Linked DNA regions of Mus musculus: region 1 is linked to region 2. The links are chromatin contacts, called in public promoter capture Hi-C maps. All regions are on one chromosome and are shown on one strand. The core of a region is the stretch at or near the end of the contact, and the rest is flanking DNA. Distances in the headings are between cores, read along the strand shown. Region 1 holds the start of Snrpf (small nuclear ribonucleoprotein polypeptide F). Region 2 has its middle 50 kb from the start of 4930534H03Rik.

Region 1 (4,767 bases), core at 1,629-4,128, 2.3 Mb after region 2:
GAAGACCTGGGTTCAATTCCCAGCATCCGCATGGTGCCCACGGCATCCATAACTGCAGTTCTAGAGTGCTGACGGATGCCCTTGTCTGACTTTGATGGGCAGCAGGCATATACATAGTACACTGACAAGACATCCATAAAATAAAATTAAAAACTAGAAATCAAAATGAATGAACAGGTTGAGAATGTAGCTTAGTGGCAGACTGCTGGTCAGCATGTACAGAGGTCTGGGCTTGATCCCTACAAGAAACTGGACAGATGGGGCTGGAGAGATGGCTCAGCAGTTAAGAGTGACTGTTCTTCCAGAGACCCTGTGTTCAATTCCCAGCAACCACACGGTAGCTCACAACTATTTGTAATGGAATCCAATTCCCTCTTCTGGTGTGTCTTAAGAAAGTGACAGTGTACTCACATAAAATAATGTTTTAAAAAAACCAAACAAACATAATAGACTGTAAAAATGCGTTATAGCTATATAACGGGATATTATTCAGTCCTGAAAAGCAGTAACTTCTATCAATGAATCCTGAAGCTATAATCAAACCAGACAAAAGGACAAAAAGCCTACCCCAGGGCATTTATGGGGCTTTGTTCCAGGGCCTCTAGGACCAAGGGTGTTGGAGCTCCTTGTTTCAAATAGCTGAGCATCTGCATAGAACCTAATGTCCTTCTAATTTCTAGACTGATCATAGCCTAGTACAGTGGAGAAAGCAAAAGGACTGTGTACCTCGAACATAAGATATAATTTCTCTTAAGAATTTTTGATCTGAAGTTAGCTGAATTTATAATACATTCCACTTACATGAGAGACAGTCCCACTCTTAATCATAGGGCTGGATTACAGGTGGATTACAGGTGGTAACAGAACTATTTAATGGGTACAGAGTTCCATTTGAGTACTAATGCCACTGCATCATAGTGCTAATCGCCTATACAGACACGTCTTAGAAAAAGACAGGCTGAATCATTGTTTTCTGTAATAAACTAGTTTTCCCTTCTGCTTTAGAGACCAAATGTCAAAGCTCTGTGTTCTGGTGTAAGTACTCCTAAGAACATCATGGTTCAACCTCCTCCCTGGTTCATACTTTAATCTCGACTCCACTTTCTATTGTCAATCTGTGCGCATTCCCACCAGTCTCAGTAAACCTTTGAGGAGTAAGGTGACACAGTAGAAACCTGGTTTCCTGCTCCTCACCCATGCTCCTCCTCCTCAGCATACCTGCATGTTCATGTAGCCATCCACGGAGACCAGGTAGCCCTTGTACTCCATGCCCCACTTAAGTTTCACCATCACTGGCTTCCCTGTCAGCCCATTGAGAAAGGGCTTGGGGTTGAGGGGTAGACTCTGTATAAAAACCAAAGGCAGCACTCAATAATTTTTGCTTACCTCAGCTTCCACCACCCACTCTCTACTGAGACACCAGTCAAGACTTTATGACACAGGGTAAACTCCGATCCACCATCACTTTATAATTTGCTGGAGGGTGTCTGAGAGAAATTTAAGTACCCATTTAGCCAACTTCATAGTCCACTGACAGAAACGAAAATATGAATTATGCAATTAAATGTCGAATGACAGATGGGAGTGGGGCAAGTGTGTAACACAATGACAGGGCACTGCCCTAGGATACTTAGGTCACTAGTTCCATTTTGAGCACTGCCGAATGGACAAAAGCCCCAAATACCTACATTATCCAAGCTCTAAAGGAATCAAAATAAAGGTACAGGGTGGTCTCTGCAGACATTAAAAAAAAAAAAAAAGCTCAATATCGTCAGTGAGAGGGCCTCTTAATGCTAAATCAAGAAGTATTATTCCCTTTAAATTCATAACCACCCCCATACTCCATTCCACTCACACACCATCCCAAAGAATCTTGGAGAGCACAGGGTCTAAATGAGTAGCCAATTTACGCTGCCTATAATTTATCATCCACAAACCACTTATCAAGTCATGTACTATTGTGACTTAAAAGAATGCTCCAATGGTCTCTAACTGCACTTGACAGAGCCTCATATTTCCTAGGAGGCGTTAAGGTCCCAGGCTGTATTTTAAAACCATCATTCTTGCAAGCAGCGGTCAATTCTTGTCAATTCCAACTGGTCAAACCTACTTTCTACTTGGAACTCGCGCAAGAAATACTCTTCCACCTGCTCTGTGACCTGGATGTCTGGTTATTTGACACCTTCTGGAGAAGAGCGCTCCTCCACTGCGTTATAACTAGGCAGTGCACCTCTCAGAGCATCCTATCAGCTCCCTGCTTAACAATCACCGCTACTTGTAATTGCTTATTTTGTTGTTATTATTTGACGGCTGCCTACCTCCCACTCCTAAGAAAACGCAGAGTCTACCTTACCACCCCATCTTCCTGGCGCCTAAGATCAGTATTAAATGAGTGGAAGGGTAGCCGGGGTTTTCTGCGCCAGAGGACAATCTGCTAAAATTGTCAACAGCAAGGAATAAATGGCGCACTGCGGAGCGTGCTAGGTAGAAATGGAAAACTCGCTTCGGTTTACCCCTACCCTGTGAGCCCAAACTAGGCTACACCTCAGGCTCCGGGACAAACAACACGCGGAAAGGTGGCTGGGGATCTCGGGGAGGGGAAGGGCTTCCGCGCGCGCGCCGCCAAGGCCTCCGACGTCGGGAGCAGGAGCGAGCGGCCAGCCGCGCGGCGCCTCGTGGGGATGAATGGGAGGCGCAGGGGGCGGCGGGCCCCGCGAGGCCGCCCGTCCTCCAGCCCCCGCGGCGCTCATCGTCCTTACCATCGCGACCACCGGCGAGCGCTGCACCCCGCTAGCCGCCGACTCCGCCGCTGCCCGCCCCTCGTGACCGGAGCGGCTGCCGCTACAACCAAGCGACCCGCGCTAAGAGAAATGGCCGACAAAAGCGGCCTGACCTTTCACCTCACGCCGCGTTGTCTCGGCTTCTGTGATTGGCCACCAAAGACGTGTTTACTGATTGGAGGGGATGGCGGTACTGTTTCCTAGCAACCAGGTAAGCGTGTGTTTGTGTCCACTGCTCAAGTTCGAAGTGGGAACGATTGAGCGACCCCAATGTCTTTGCTTCGGGACAAGGGGAAGCTAAGTGCCCTGGCGAACGGACTTGGTTTCTTTAGCTAAAGAAGGTTTAGTCTGTCCTTCAGCTGAAAGAACGAGATCGGGTTCTGGAGGTCATCCTCCCATAGATCCAGCACTTGGGGAACACCTCTGGCACGGCCCCCCTTTTATGGGACTGTTCTTTATTACAGAATGTCCGTCCACTTGCGGGTTTTTAAAGGAAGCTGGGGTAGCAAGACTACGTGAGTGCTAGTGAAAAGCACTCAAGTGGGGCTTTACAACAGTTGAAACCAGGTCAAGTTAAGTCTCGGATAATGTGGTGGCCTCTTGTCGTTCTGATGTCTAAGCATTCCCAGAACCAGAGGCCAAAGGAGGTCCGTTTACGTGTGTTTGTGAATAGGATGTGGGGAATTATTGACGCTACCACAGGTTAATCGCTCTGATGGAAAGTTATCGATCAGAACCCCGTTTAATTTCCCCATAATCTCAACATTTCAGTATCGCTTCACCTGTGATATGAAACCCGTGTAAAAAGAGTACTTTTTTCTTTTTCGGGAGATCTAACCCTATATGAACCTGAACGGTTTTTTGTTTGTTTGTTTGTTTTGTTTTTTTGGCATGGATTCCCCAAATAACTCGAGATTCGAGATTGGCCCAGGCCTAAGCCTAAAGACTGTCGTTTATATTATTAAAGTATGCCAACACATTCTGGGGGTGTTGGCTCAATGGAGAAGAGCGCTTTTCGCACGTGAAAAGACCTGGGTTCGAATCCCATCCCCACATGGTGGTGACTCACAACCATCCAAAGTTTCATGTGCCGGGGACCCATCTCTCTCTTTTGACTTCTGTGGGTGCCAGGCCCTCCCGCGGTGCACATGCGCACATGCAGACAAAACATGATAAAGAAAATTTTAAAAATGATGCTGCTAATCTCAGATACATTTTGATCAGACCGAAATCTTAGCTCGGATTTTTTTCCCATGGTAATGGAAGAATAATTACTGTTCCTGACACTCAAATATGCTCTACTTATTCAGTCAGCATTGACAAATTTATAAATCTTAAACTCACAATCCTGGGGATACCTAGTCCAACTTCTAATTTAATACTGTAGGTGATGAAATACTGGGAATTAGACTCAGACAGATTCATGTTAGTATTTTTCTCCTTGTATTGAGCTGTCTTCCGTATTCTGCAAAGGACCAAGAGTAAAATGCACAAGGAGAGATACGTAATAAAACCAAGACAGACAGAATATTTGTCTCCCAGGTTATGGGAGAAACCAAAGTTACAAGACTGGGGGATGTACCAGTTACAAGTTTCAAATTTTCTACAATATTTCTACAAGTCCAAGCACCCAGAAGAAGCAGTGTTTCAGGTCCTCTGACCTGTAGTTCCTCAACTTCTAAGCCCCATCATCTTTAGAAAACAGACTCTAAAGCACAGATCTCAACCTGTAGGTCACCACCCCTGGGGGGCAGGGGGGTTGAGTAGCCCTTTCCCAGGGGTCATGTATCAGATATACTGCGTATGAGATATTCATAATAGCAAGATTTCAGCTATGGGGTGAGCAACAAAAATAATTTTATGGCTGGGGGTCTCCACAACATGAGGAACTGTCTTAAAGGGTCACAAGCAATTTGGAAGGTTGAGAACCACTACTCTAAAGAACGATTTAAATGAGAACACTTTATGGGCAGACAGAATCTCGGGG
Region 2 (4,556 bases), core at 1,229-3,728:
TATTCCCTTCTGCTTGCTATGTGTTTGAGAGGGAGTGTTGAAAATCGGTTTTGAGTGACCATTGCCAAGTACAAATCCTGGCTCCCCGTCCCGCTCGGTACACGACCTTAGGCAAATGGTTAAGCTTCAGGTACCTGATTCCTATTCTGCAAAGCTCAGGCAGTGCTATTAAATAATTTAATATTTGGTTCCCATAACATTTATTGATAATTGCTATTGTAGTTGTATCACCATTGACCACTAAGTCTTGTTTCTCATTTTATTTGGAATTCAGAAGAACACGGGGCTATCTACTGGGCTCTCTAAAATCCAACAGTTCTCAGGCCTTGAAAAAAAAATTGCAAATTTTTTTGAAGCAGAATCTGTCCTTGCCCTCAGGGGTCTTGTAAGTTCCTAACTTGAAATTTGGCTCTACCAGCATAATATGGGATGGAAGCTTTAAGAGGTAACCAAAGTCTTTGGACTCTGCTAGTAATAAATAGGTGGCCCTCTCTCCTTTATAAAAGAAGGCCCTTTGTCATTGTCACTGTGGCAGTCTCCCAGGGCACATGGACCAGTCTTTGCCTGCCCTAGGCATAGACCACAGGCTCATATCTGGGAGGATGATATGATATGATATGATATGATATATGATCAAGAGATTTGGTTTTCAGCCCAATGTATCAGGCCCAGTGCTATGTTTGGATAGAATTGTGAGCTTAAGGCTGGCTCATTACCCACCTCCCACTGTGTGTGTGTGTTTGCTAGAGGACAGTGTTGTTGCTTATAAGCCACAAGTCTTGGTTTTGTGTTTGTTTTGTTTTTTGAGACAGGGTCCCTCGCTGGCCTGGATCTAGCTCGTCCCTGCCTCTCCAGAGCTGGGAACGCAAGCTTGGGCTTGTGTTTCTGGAGATTAAACTCAAATCTCTCACAGTTAGGAGGCACTTTTTGGACTGAGCCATCTCCTTATCCTACTAGAATCATCTGGATTGTTCTCTCAACTCTGAGGCCTGTGTGTAGGGTTTTTCTTTTATACCATTCTTGATCTTAGAAAACCTGTGGACTAGTGAGACAACCAGTTGTTGTAGTGAGTGGTCAGGCAGGTGTACAAGAGGCAAGAGAAGCAGCCAGGGGAGAGATTTCTTCTCCTGCCTCAGGGGCCAGTGGGGGTTAGCCCTGACCTCTTTAGGGTTAGCATGGTAGACATTTCAAATTGTTTTCAAAAACAAGATGAGGGCTGGAGAGATGACTTAGTGGTTAAGAATATGTATTATTCTTCCCAAGGACCTGAGTTTGATTCCCAGCACTTACCTTGGGTAGTTCACAGCCATCTGTAACTCCTGCTCCTAGGAAAACTGACTCCTCTGGCCTCTGTGGGCACGCTTACATGCATACACCTACCCACACACACAATTTTAAAAATAATAAAAAATCCTAAAAAGACGAATATAAAAATCTGAATACACACACACACACACACACACACACACACACACACACGCACACGCACACGCACACACACACACCATCATCATCGCAATTACTTCTAGTTTTGGACTTAGCATGGTAAATGAAGAGCTTATTTAAATATTTTTCACAAGAATTTCTCACTGTTTTTCCTATCTCCCAAATTGCTACTTTTTTTTTTTTTTTTTTTTTTTTAAAGACTATCAATTTCTTGGCGGTGGTGGCACCAGCTTTTAGTCCTAGCACTTGAGAGGCAGAGGCAGGCGAAGTTTGAGGTCAGCTTGGTCTACAGAGTGAGTTCCAAGGCAGCCAGGGCTGAGCTGCACTGAGGAACCCTGCCTTGAAAAACCAAAAGACTATAAATTTCTCTCTGGTAAGTAGTTTTCAAGGTGACCATGCAGGGACAAGGGTCTTAATAGCTTCGGATGGGGTTGAAGGCCTGTGGTGGAAGTGCTGTGAGCTAGCAGGAAGAGGAGACAGCCAAGGCCAAGCGTGGGGGTGGGGGAGAGTGGGCGAGCGTGTGTGTGTGTGTGTGTGTGTGTGTGTGTGTGTGTGTGCCTAGGAGGGACCTGGTGCAAGCAGGAGACCCCGCCCACATCTGGAGGCCCCAGGCAGGATCCTCTTGGCACTTGGTGTAAAAGGCAGAGGCCCCACTGCTATTTTTTCGGTGAGCGAGCCTGGTGAGGGAGGCTCCCCCGTGCGCCACCTGCAGGCAGGAAGTCCGCAGGACCTAGAGAGGAGACCTACGGGCTTTACGTGAGATATGGGGAGGTCTCTGACATCTCAGGCTCCCTTTCCCTGTCGGTAAAATGACAGCCCCGTTTCATGTTAATCCAAAATGGATTTGTTTGTCAACTGTAAAGTATATTTCACACCATCATGCATTTATTCCACATCATGTGGCATGTTCTGAAGTTGTATAAAACCAGGAAGAAGCCAGGCAGGTCACAAAAATGCAGAACAAAGGGAGGTTCAGACTGAAATCAAATAAGGATGTGGAGAGCTTGTGCCTGTTGTTCTCTCCGGGGCCCCACAGCCTGAGGTTACATGACAGCTGGGCTGTAGTGGTGCCTGCCTTTAGATCCTATCACCTGGGTGGCTCTGGTCTCAAAAACAAAACAAAACAACAACAAACCAACCAACCAACCAAACAAACAAAAAGGAAAAGAAGACCATAGGTTTATGTTAGTTCATGTCGGTGTGACAGTACTTATCTTTTTTTCTCTTCCTCCCTTTATCCTCATCTCCCTTCCTCCAACCCCCCTTCCCTCCCGCCTCCCCTCCCATACTTATCCATTCTGTGACGATCATGATGCTAGCACATTGTGAAGGCTTACCAAACAAACCTTAATAACTGTTCCAACACACATCTGTTAATTTTATGCTTAATCAATTCACTTCACTTAATTCCAACTCAGTTAAATTAAATTTGGTTCAAAAAACAATTTTTGAGCGTTTGTCAGGTGCCAGGGGTCCAAGGACAGCCAAGAAACTGACTTGTCCCGTTAGTGCTTCACTGTGCTGTCATTCCCGCATCTGGCCACTTGGTGGCAGTGTGTCACAGAAAATGCTTATTTGTGGGGCTGGTTGTGTGGCGCCTCCCCCAGGCCTAAGGCTCCGAGATTGTTGCTCCTTGCTTGGATTTGTTTAATACACACTTCCAAATTGAACAGACAGCTGGTATTATAGCCATGCGTGTGCCGTGTATGTGCTTAATTATACTGTGGAATTAAATTCAAAAGGGTGAGAATGTGGTTACATGTGTATGCTTCCAAAGTCTGTGTGGAGTTCACAGCTTTTGCCTGGGGCTCAGTCAGTGACAGGGACGCCACAGAGAAAGCCGAGGGAAGCCTCAAACCCAGCGGCAGGTGGTTATCAGCAGGCAATAGTGAGAATTTGCTTCCCCAGGCCACCTGAGGTTCCCTTTCCCACCGCCTGCTGCCTTGGTTCAGCTGCCCAGCCTCGATTCATTTCCTCTGCTTCAAGACGGCTGGGCCATTAGGGAGCCCAGAATCATGACCTTCGTCTTCACACCTCCCAGGATCTCTGACTTTTCTCTGTCTGCTGAAGTCACCCTGAAAACCTGTACTTGCAATGCAGGGCATGTTCCTCCGGAAAGTCATTCATTTGCTAGTTTCAGCGTTAATGACATCTAGGGATGTTTTTCATAGTGAAATCTCAGGTTCAGGAAAGGCCAATGGGAAAAATCACAATAGCAGAAAGATCTCAAGGTTCTTCCCCACAGCATCGTCAGCAGTCCGGGATGGGGCGGGGGTATTTGTCGGTGCAGGACAGACCCTTGTTGGGCACTCATTGCTTTCCACCAGGCTCTTTCCTTCCCAAGGAACGTCAAAGGGGAATCACTTACAAATTTCTCATTCTCGTTGAGTTGAATTTGCTTCCTGTAGGTTTCAACGGTTGTTCCTTATTCTTTCTTCTAGAGACATACAGGCAGCACCATAGGTCTTGTTAAATTATTGTACAACCTGAGCCTATCTGTCTGAGGAGGGCCAGAGACTCTGCGTCTCTAACAGGCTCCCAGAGAATATTCATGCCCCTACTGGGTCAGGAGCTACACTGTGAAGGTCCTGGAAGAAAATTCTTTGAGGTTTGAAATGGTTCCTGGCCGGGAATTCTGGCATTAGCCGCTAGCTCTGTGACTGTGGAGAACTTATTCACATTCCAGTGTGTGAAATAGAGATTCACATGTTTGGAGAATTCAGTGAAATTGTGACATGTCAGCTCAGAATGCCTTCCAGAGCCTCCCTACGCCGGCTTAAACCACTGCGGCTGACTTTTCTTGCTTAAGAGGAAATCTTGAGGTGAGGGGCTGCTGGCATTGCTTAGCTGCTCCATGATGCAATCAAAGATCCAAGGTACATAGATGCACACATACATATATGTATATATGCATATATATACATACATATACATATTTGTATACACATACACACATTTATTTGTATATACACATATACATACACATATAAATATTTGTACATACATATACACATACATATATTTGTATATACATATATACATAAATATACACATATTTGTATATACATATGCACACATATACATACATAAACACATAATGTTTGTATATA

What was found. Promoter capture Hi-C pulls out the DNA fragments that hold promoters and counts their contacts.
Region 1: a promoter capture Hi-C map of liver shows a contact between it and region 2, with 4 times the contacts expected there. The contact joins the promoter of Snrpf here to the enhancer-like site in region 2. A contact is called at or near these places in 6 of 39 promoter capture datasets (the C10 cell line, hippocampal neurons, liver and 2 more) and 1 of 115 datasets of contacts at active chromatin or transcription factors (large pre-B cells).

Annotation. Positions count from the first base shown.
Region 1 is chr10:93,586,780-93,591,546 of GRCm38.p6, forward strand. It overlaps Snrpf (small nuclear ribonucleoprotein polypeptide F), which reads right to left and starts at 2,879. Exons shown (of 4, transcript NM_027246.1): 1 at 2,760-2,879; 2 at 1,219-1,344. The coding sequence starts at 2,762. It overlaps 4933408J17Rik (RIKEN cDNA 4933408J17 gene), which reads left to right and starts at 2,634. Exons shown (of 4, transcript NR_045810.1): 1 at 2,634-2,991.
Region 2 is chr10:91,268,358-91,272,913 of GRCm38.p6, forward strand. No RefSeq gene overlaps it. Among named protein-coding and RNA genes, the nearest start is that of 4930534H03Rik, 50 kb to the left of the region's middle. Within about 2 kb of position 2,479, at least 110 of the 459 cell types and tissues checked have an H3K27ac peak or open chromatin away from gene starts, as enhancers often do. A contact at or near this core is called in liver and neutrophils, where this site is marked.